Regions from separate parts of the Rattus norvegicus genome. Here region 1 is linked to region 2. A link is a contact called in public Hi-C data. All regions are on one chromosome and are shown on one strand. Each heading gives the region's core, a stretch centred on a gene start, on an enhancer-like site or on the middle of the called end of the contact. The rest is flanking DNA. Distances are from core to core; before and after follow the strand shown.

Region 1 (4,528 bases), core at 1,762-4,261, 85 kb after region 2:
AGGCAGACCTCGAACTTGCTGTCCTGTTCTATCAACCTTTTCTTACAGAATCTGGGACCACTAGCGGAAGGATAGCACCACCCACAATGGGCTGGGCCCTCCCTCATCAATCACTAAGAACCCTTGCCTGCAGCCTGAGGCATTTTCTCAATCGACGCCCAGTCTACACTCCAGCTCAGTGCCAAGCTGAAAGAAAATAAGCCAGCACACATGAAATACAAACCAATGTCTCATGAACTTTTTCAGGTGAGACTGTCTCGGTCTGGAACTTGCCAATTACGCTAGGTTGACCAGCCAGGCAGCCCTAAGGACCTACTTGTTCCTTCTGCCTAGCTCTGGGGTTATAGGCCTGATTCACAACACCAGGAAGCTTTTAAAAGGAAGGCTCTGGGAATTGAACTCAGGTCCTCAACCTTGTAAGGTAAGCATTTTATCAACTCCTTAGCCCAAAATTTGCACACCGATCAGTGTGGGAGTTTGATCAGCTCTGTTCCAACCTGATCCATTTATCTCTCCTTTAAAAGAATCTGGTGGTTCTCTGCTCCTGGGAGGTTACCATGTGGATACCTGGCGGAATTCCTGGACTTAAGTGATCTTCCTGCCTCAGCCTCCAGAGTAGCTGGTGTGTGCCACTGAGCCTGGCTTAAATTTTGCATCCTGAAGCCCCGACTCCCAGTTTACTATACGAGTAAATTTGGAGATAGGGTCTCTATAGAAGTGACTCAGGGAAGATGATGTCACTAGAGTGACTTAATTCAATTTGCCTGATATAAGGAGAGGATTGGGAGGCAGAGGGGACCGTGTGAGGACAAAGGGAGAAAACAGCAAGTGCCAGCCCAAGAGACAGGCTTCGTTGGGGCCAACTCTTGGGACACCAAGACATCCAGCCTACATAACAGGAAGAGAATGATATCTTTGGTATTGATCACAGTGTCCCTGTGGTCCACACTGCCTGCTGAGAGCGTTCTGTGGATTAAGTGGAACACTGGGGCCAGTGCAGGGAGATCTCATGGGATTCAACCATGACAAAATGCCAGCCATGGTGCCACTCCCATTCAGGACCCAAAGTGGAATCATCTGATTCCCAGTGGAATTAGAGGAACTTTGTAGTGTTATATGACAGATCCCCCCCCCCCCCCGGGAGATATAACACATACACACACACATGTGCATGCACTCAGAAAAGGAGTCCACAACAGACCAAATCAAGGGCCATATCAATCTGGTGATGAAGAGTTAAATTTCAAAAAGTTAGTCTCAAACAAAGTCCAGACATGCCTGAGAGAATTTGAGATAGGGCTCACCAGCCTGACTGTCAGCTCCCAAGGACACTGGCCATCTGGAGCCACCCCCTCCCCTTCCTTCACTCCCTGAGGATGGGTCATCCCCCTGCTGCAGTGAGATGAGTTGCCCTGCCCACATTGCTGAGATGCTAGATTACACGTATGCTTTGTTGATGTAACTCCGTGCCAAAAGTAACTGTGCACCCTTTGTATTAGCCAATTATGTGTATCCACACGAAACCCCTGGTTTTCCCTATATAAGCTCCTGCCTAGAGAGGCTCGGGGCTTGACTCAGTCTCCTGTGTGGGATACGTGTCAGCCCGAGATCTCGTAAATAAAACTGCCTCTTGCTGATTACATCAAGACCAGCTACTCGTGTTTCCTGGGGGTACCCCAACCCGTGACTGGAGCGAGAGTCTCCCCAAGTTTGGGGGTCTTTCAGTGAACCAATGAGTCTTTTAATTGGGGTCACTTACAGGAGCAGGATGCCCAAAAAGCTGATGTCATCACTGAAAACTCATGCCCTCTAGGAGAAGAAAGGCAGGCAGCTCCACCTTCTGAGAAATTGTTGCAGTCTCTCCCCAAGCAGCTGTTTCCTGCTGCTATAAAGCTGAGGACTGGCCTCTCACAACCTTCTAACTTGCCATTTTCCCAGACATGGGACACTGTTTCACCCATGGAATCTCAGGAGCCTCTACCTCCCTCCTGGAAAAAGCTATAGATCAGAGCACACCAGGGCATGCCAATTGTGATATAAGCGAGACAGAGGTGACTATGGAGTTGAAGAAGGGAAGCTGGGTGTAGCAGCAGATACCTCTAATTCCACTCACCAGGAAGCAGAGGACAGCCTAGGCTACATAGCAAGATCTGTGTTCAAACACCAAGGTTTGGGGATGGTCAGCCAAGACCTGAGTCTCAGGGAGAGAGGGTATCCCACCCACTCCATGTTACTCAATCAAGGTCAACTGACCAGGCCCTTCTCTGGTTACAAGGATGTCACAGAACACGCCCATACTTCAGGATAGGCCACGTAAAGTTACAACTGGGAATGTATTTTATTTTGAGACACAGCATGATACAGGTTGGCCTCTCTTGCTAGGTAGCCAAAGATAACCTTGTACTTTGGATCCTCCTGCCTCAGCCTCCCAAGTGCTGAATGCTTAAGCCGGAATACTTATTTCTTTAGATGTCAAATCTATTTAGAACATGGTACAAAGGGCCGGTGAGAAGGCTCAAGTGGGTAAAGGTGCCTGCTGACCGGTCTTACATGGTAGATGGAGAGAACCAACCTGAATACGTTGTCTTCTGATTTCCACAATAATTAATAAATGTTTAAAATATTATTCTAATATGTTTAAGTGCATGTTTAAGAAGGCAGTAACTTAGCCAGTAGGCTATTTAACAATCAGCATTGGGGGTTTGGACAGCAGCTCGAGTCTCATAAACACCATCTCGAAGACTAAGTGCTATAATAAAGCGCCTGTAATGTTTTAATAACTTCCTCTTTGAACCGTTCATTTATGATTGAATGTGTCCTAAGTGTGGAACAGACTACTGCCTGGGTCTTCGGGACCCCAACCCGCAGAATGCGTGCTCCTCCATCCACTCCTCCCTCCCTCCATCCCTGGCAAAGTACGTCTTTCTCCGAGGCCCCGCCCCCCGCAGTAGCCGCCACACATGTGACCGCGGCCCACTATTTCCTCTCCCCGCGTGGGTCAGGCAACGGCGTGCAGCTCAGCCGGGACACCGGAAGACGCCTGATGCGGCCATCCGAGCATGCGCGGAGGGCAGCCGGCACCACCAGGGGGCACTGCGGATTCCGTGGGGGAGGGGCGCGCCGCCGCGCGGGACCACGTGCGCACCACGTGGCGCCCGGCAGTCCGGGGGCCGTGGCAGGGTCGCCCAGGCAGCCATCCCACAGCCCGCGTGGGTGGCGGAAGCAGTTCTCTCCGTCTGCGCCCCCTTGCCCACTGACTTCTGACCCCCAACTCCACTGACTTAGGGTTACCCCCTCGCTGCCGGTCGCGCGGTGTGTTTATAAACAGAACTCCCGGTGGGAGCAAAACCGCGGATCGCTGGATTTAGACCCAGGGGAACGGAGTCCCCGCGCATGCGCACCGACGGATACATAGGCGCATGCGCAGAGGCTCGGTAGCGCGGGTGCCTGTCTCCGCCTAGTGCGTCGGTGCGCAGGGCCGGTGACTCTTCTGGGAAGTGGGGCCGGGAATGGGGCACATTAGCCAGGATCCTGCCTAACTTCTTTGACCTTAGTGTCTCCAGTGGACGCTGCGAACCTTGCAGCCGAGAACCCTGAAGAATCCGATCAGTAGTACAGCACGAGGAACGACGCTATGTTGCATGTGTTTTATTTCAGAGGTGGGAGGGAATTAACACCGTACGATGAGCCTTGAGGACGTTGTGCAAAAAAAAAAAAAAAAAAGTGGCACACAACTGTAATCTCAGCAGCTCCGGATGCTGAGGCAGGATGACGAGACCAGCCATATCCTGCGAGAGCCTGCTTATATGAGGTTCCTGGAATAGTAAAAAAGTCATAGAAAGTAGAAAAGAGACCGCAGGGATTAGGGAGGAGAAAATGAAAGTGTTTAACACCTGCGGGGTACCTTCTTCGGAAGTTAGGAGTTCTGGGAATGGGTGTTGGTGTTGGCTGAACAGTGTGAATGTGCTTTCTGCCACAAGACTCTGCTCAGAAACGGCTAAGGTGGCTTAGTGGACACAGGGCTTCCTTAGTATGCACCCCAAGACTGCATAAAGCAGGCAGTGCATTTCCCAGCTTTTGGGGAAATGGAAGCAGAAGGGTCATAAGTTAAAGGCTAGATTGGACTATAGCAAAAGAAAGACATTGTGAAGTGTCTTGCATGGATTTCATAGGTCAAGTCAGGTCTTGTGCACTGGGAAAAGGACAGTATGCATTCTTTCTGTGTGCTAAGTGACTGACAGTGTCTGACACTTTGTGACTTCCTCCAGCCCTAACCAGCACCCGGTTTCAGCCCCTATTAGATTAGTCTCATACATCCCCAACACTAGCCTGAAGTGACAACCACTCTTCTCCGTTTTCTCTGGTATGTGTCCATTTTATAAACCTGTGTCCCTAGTTACCAAATACTAGGTGTCATACAGGGAGGCAGATGACCCACACAGGTAAGGAGTCTGCCCCGCATGGACTTTCTACTCTAGTTGAGGGCATTGTTGATGAAGACAGTAAAATGTCAAGTGGCAACTGTTGG
Region 2 (4,596 bases), core at 61-2,560:
TAGTGAGCGCCAGGTTCAGTGAGACCCTGCCTGAAAAGATAAGGTGGAAAAGAGTTGAGAAAGACGCAGTGTGGGCCAGCACAGCTGCACATGTGTGACTGTATATAAACAGACACATAGAGGAGGCAAAGGAACAGAAGATCCCGAGCCCCACCTCTCGGGAGAGAGAACAGGTCTGAGTCACTGAATTCTCAAGTTTCTTACTCCCCAGCACACTGCCAGCCACCAGATGGAAAGGAACAGAGACACACAGTTAAAGAAAATGTGGCTGGTCTGGTGGCACAGGCTGGTCACTGTAACTATGAAGGAGGTGGAGGCAGGACAGCCAAGTTCAAAACCTGCCGGGGCTGCTTAGTCAGACTCTGCCCCAAAATAAAAAGCAAAAAGGGTTGGCGGCATAGCGCGCTGAAGAATCACTCCTGGGTTCGATTCCCAGCGCCATCAAAAGAGGGCAGTGAGTGGGGCAGGTGGTGGTGGCGCAGCCTTTTAATCTCTGCATCTGGGAGGCAGAGGTTCAGTGAGTTCGAGGCCAGCCTGGACTACAGAGCAAGGGCTGGAACAGCCAGAATAACACAGAGAAACCTGTCTGGAAAAACGTAAAGAGGGTAGGTACAAAAGAAAGACAAACGTGTCATTTTAAAGGCTGCTATTAAACTCTGAAAATGTCTCACTAGTAGTGGACGGAACAAGGAGGACCTGGGTGGGGGACAGGATTCTGGTTCGCTACAGTGGCAAAGCTCACGTTTGAGAACTGACGTGAGTAGAACGGTCCTTCAACACAGCCATGTGCTCCAACTTTGAGTGCCCCAGATGAGCCACCCTCAGGACCCCTAACAGCGTGTCTGGGGTTCAGACCTTGGGGCTGTCCCCACCAGACGTGTCTGCCTGCTGCTCGGAGGCTGCCTTCGCGGCGAACTCTGCGGCCAGCTGAAGGTCAGAGGTCACATTCTGGACGAAGCGGTAACTGGACGACCCAGCCCCTCGAGGACTTGCTGGACAGGAGTTGGGGACACTAAAGAGAAGAAAAAAACACAGTCAGTCTGTGACCCTGGGAAGAAGGACTTTGGGTGGGGACACTGTCTCCGAATCACTATGGATGATGGATGGAGGGTGTTATTTCTCCCCTACTGGCCACATCACTGGGCAACCAGCTTCAGAAACTGGAGAAATACAACCAAAGAACCCAAGAGGGGACAGACGTGCTTTACTCCCCTGAGGCCAAGGCCAAAGCCGAGTCCACAGGCCAAGAGGATCCAATAAGCAAACCCAAGCTGCTCCAAGCCGTAAAAGGATGGCTAGTGAGAAAGTAACCACAAGAGGGCGCCCTAAGAACAGGCTGGATGGCTAGTAAGGCCACACAAGGGAACTTAAAACATGCTGTGGAGGTGAAGGGGTGGTGGTGGTGAGGTGGGTTCTGCTGGCTGGCAGAAAAGGAGGCACATAGAATTCTCTGCCACAGGCCATCAGCTCCTCCACCGTGACCTGCCACTGGTAATGGCAGCATAGCTGTGGGCTGTGCAGAAGATACGGCCAGCACCGCCCGGAACCCAGGGTTGGGCTGGATGGCTGATCAGCGAGCTAACTGACGAAGAGAGGTTCTAGCAGGCCTGTGAGATGGCGCAGCATGTGGAGAGGCTTGCTGCCAAAGAAACCACCTGAGTCCAACCCCAGGGATCCACATGGTGGAAGACTGACTCCCATGGGTTGTCCTCCGACCTCTATGTATATACTGTGGCACAGACAGACAGACAGACAGACAGACAGACAGACAGACAGATACCACCACCACCACCACCAAATAAAAATAATGTAATGTAAGGTTAAAAATAAAACCCTTTAAACAGGGAAAAGTAATCAAACTCTGGAGAGGATGGGGGTCCCGTCACTGTCCTGCCCCCTGCCCCCTGCCCCTGCCCTCACTGCAGAAAACCTGTCACATCATTCCGCCAACACCCATGGCTGCAAATGACAAGTGTCAGGTCACACTCTCTGGCATGGCTACCCTCTGCCTCTCCTCAGGGATGCCTGCACAGTGTGCCTCAGGCCTGGGATGTGACCCTGTGAGTGGCTGCTGGCTTGATTACCTCTTTCTGAGAGCTGCTCAGGACAGAGCAAGGGACAGCAAAAGCTCCCTGAGGCATGATGGGAGGATGAATTCCTCCTGGGGTCACGACCCTTCTGTAGGAAGGAGGGGTGCACACTGCACAGAATCCTAAAGTCTCTAGTTTAAGGTTTCATATTCTCTCCTTCTGAGCACCTCAGGCATCTGGTCATTTCTGTGCTTGCACAGCTCTTCCGGTGGCCTGCTGGCTTCCTCCCCGCACCAGGCTAGGAGAGGCCCTGAGAGGAGGGAAACAAAAACTTTCTCTGCTGTTCTCTTTCTTTTTAATTAAAGGGGGTCTTGATATATAGCTCAGGCTGGTCTCAAACTCACCATCCTTCTGCCTCACTCTTCTGAGCACTAGAAATATGATAGGCATGGGTCACACGCCTGGCTTGCATCTAATTCTCTCTTTTCCTTGAGACAAGATCCCAGTGAGGTCTAGGATGGACTGGGATGTCTACTGTGGCCACATGTGGGGATGCCCAGGCATGCACACCACACTAGTCCGAATTTAATTCTGAATTGAAAATATACACCCAAGCACAAGGTGGGGAAGCTGAGGGGATTTTACTCCAACATCCACACACTCAAAAATCAGGTTTCTCTGTGCATAGTACTCCTTTAATGTCAGCAATCAGGAGGCAGAAGCAGGCAGAGCTCTGTGAGTTCAAGACCAGCCTGAACATAAGGGTAAGAACCTAGCTTAAAACCAACCAAATGGGGTTTGGGGATTTGGCTCAGTGGTAGAGCGCTTGCCTAGCAACCGCAAGGCCCTGGGTTCGGTCCCCAGCTCCAAAAAAAAAGAATAGAAAAAACAAACAAACAAACAAACAAACAAACAAAAAAACAAAAACAACCAAATGGAGATTTTTTAGGAGCCAGGTTTCAAAACCAGACTTGGAACAAAGCATGGTCAAGAGAAATGTGGCATCAGGGTGAGAGCTCATCACTGAAGAGCCACCAAGCAGTGCCGCCCTGCACCAGGCATGGCATGGTGGACCTGGGCCCATTAATGACCTCAGAGTTTACCCCAGTGACAAGAAACATCCATAAGACTGAGAAGTCCCTAGGGAACACAGCTCCTAGTGACAGGCCATGGCCATCCAACATGGGTGGAGGTCGGGAGGTTGGGAGGGGAAGCTTGTCCTTGTGCGAAGCCAAGGAGATGGTGGAGCATCAATCCTGGGTCTATGCAGTCTCCCTGCCTGTTCTAAGGGCACAGAGAACAAGGCTGTGTCATTTTCTCCCAAGGAAGTGTCCTGTACACCTTTACTTCCAAGAGCAAATTCCAGAGTCAAGGTCTTCATGGTCCACAGGATGGGTTTAGGGGAAGAGGCACACAGGGTGTGGCAAAAGCCCACCTTAGAGACAGGAAAAGTCAAGACAGACCTGATGGTTGTAGGCCTGTCGTCCCAGCTACTAGGGAAGCTGAGGCAGGAGGATTATAGCTCAAGGTTGGTCTGAGATAAGAAATGGCTTCAAGTTCAGCCTGGGAGACTGAGTGAGACTCAGTCCCGTCCTGGTCCTATTCCTACTGACCCCCGTCCTCCCCCTCAAAAAAAAAAAAAAAAAAGAGTCTGAGAATATAGTTCAGTGGCAGAGCACTTATCTAGAAGTGAGGGGCTGGGCTCTGGCCAGTGGCACAGTGTTTCCCTAGCATGTGAGACTCTGGGCTATCACAGTATGCATTTATGTCCCCCAATACTTCTCTGCCACCCCCCAGAAGGCAACCTTAGCTGATTGAGCCTGGCTCCCACCAGTGAGTGATCCCTGTGTACTCACTGCTGGGATATGTGGTGAGTGCCCCCGTCTGTAATGACAGTTTCCCAGCAGCTTCTGCAGGGCAGATGTGCTTCTGATCACTCTTTTCCTGACCTCAGAACAGCATGTTTTCTCAATACACCCCACTGAACCATCCTTGCAAGCAGGCTACCAGGAGAGAGCTGCGCCTGAGGCAGGGCAACCCTGATGCTGGGGCTCAGCCCTAAAACAACCCACTGGGACCACTGGGAGTCAGGTGGATCCCTGACCCGAGTGAGCGGATATTTACAAGGCCTGTGTTTAGGAGATGGAAGCTAGAGGGTCGGAGCCTATAGACCAGCCTATTGTAGCAAGACCAACTCTGCCTTCAAAACCCAAACAAGGGGCTGGAGAGATGGCTCAGCGGTTAAGAGCACCTGACTGCTCTTCCAGAGGTCATGAGTTCAATTCCCAGCAACCACATGGTGGCTCACAACCATCTGTAAAGAGATCCGATGCCCTCTTCTGGTGTATCTGAAGACAGCTACAGTGTATTTATATATAATAAATGAATAAATCTTTAAAAAAAAAAAACAAACAACAAACCAACCTCAAAAAGCTGTCCTCCTCACCCTCCCCCCTTACACACACACACACACACACACACACACACACACGTTGTGGATCTGGTGGTGTGCACACTTTGGAGGCAATGAGAAAGCCTGAAGGCTCTGAGTGCCTTTCAGCTCCTG

What was found. A called contact is a pair of places that touch in the nucleus more often than the background predicts.
Region 1: a Hi-C map of prefrontal cortex shows a contact between it and region 2, with 6 times the contacts expected there. The contact joins two enhancer-like sites. A contact is called at or near these places in 12 of 12 Hi-C or Micro-C datasets (the A7r5 cell line, the Rat2 cell line, Schwann cells and 7 more) and 1 of 1 datasets of contacts at active chromatin or transcription factors (oligodendrocytes).

The regions. Positions count from the first base shown.
Region 1 is chr12:17,320,485-17,325,012 of GRCr8, forward strand. It overlaps LOC120095892 (a long non-coding RNA gene), which reads left to right. Exons shown (of 8, transcript XR_010056723.1): 8 at 247-1,639. Among named protein-coding and RNA genes, the nearest start is that of Foxk1, 34 kb to the left of the region's middle. Within about 2 kb of position 3,012, at least 82 of the 93 cell types and tissues checked have an H3K27ac peak or open chromatin away from gene starts, as enhancers often do. A contact at or near this core is called in prefrontal cortex, where this site is marked.
Region 2 is chr12:17,237,576-17,242,171 of GRCr8, forward strand. It overlaps Foxk1 (forkhead box K1), which reads right to left. Exons shown (of 9, transcript NM_001037219.2): 3 at 856-1,012. Among named protein-coding and RNA genes, the nearest start is that of Ap5z1, 18 kb to the left of the region's middle. Within about 2 kb of position 1,311, at least 21 of the 93 cell types and tissues checked have an H3K27ac peak or open chromatin away from gene starts, as enhancers often do. A contact at or near this core is called in prefrontal cortex, where this site is marked.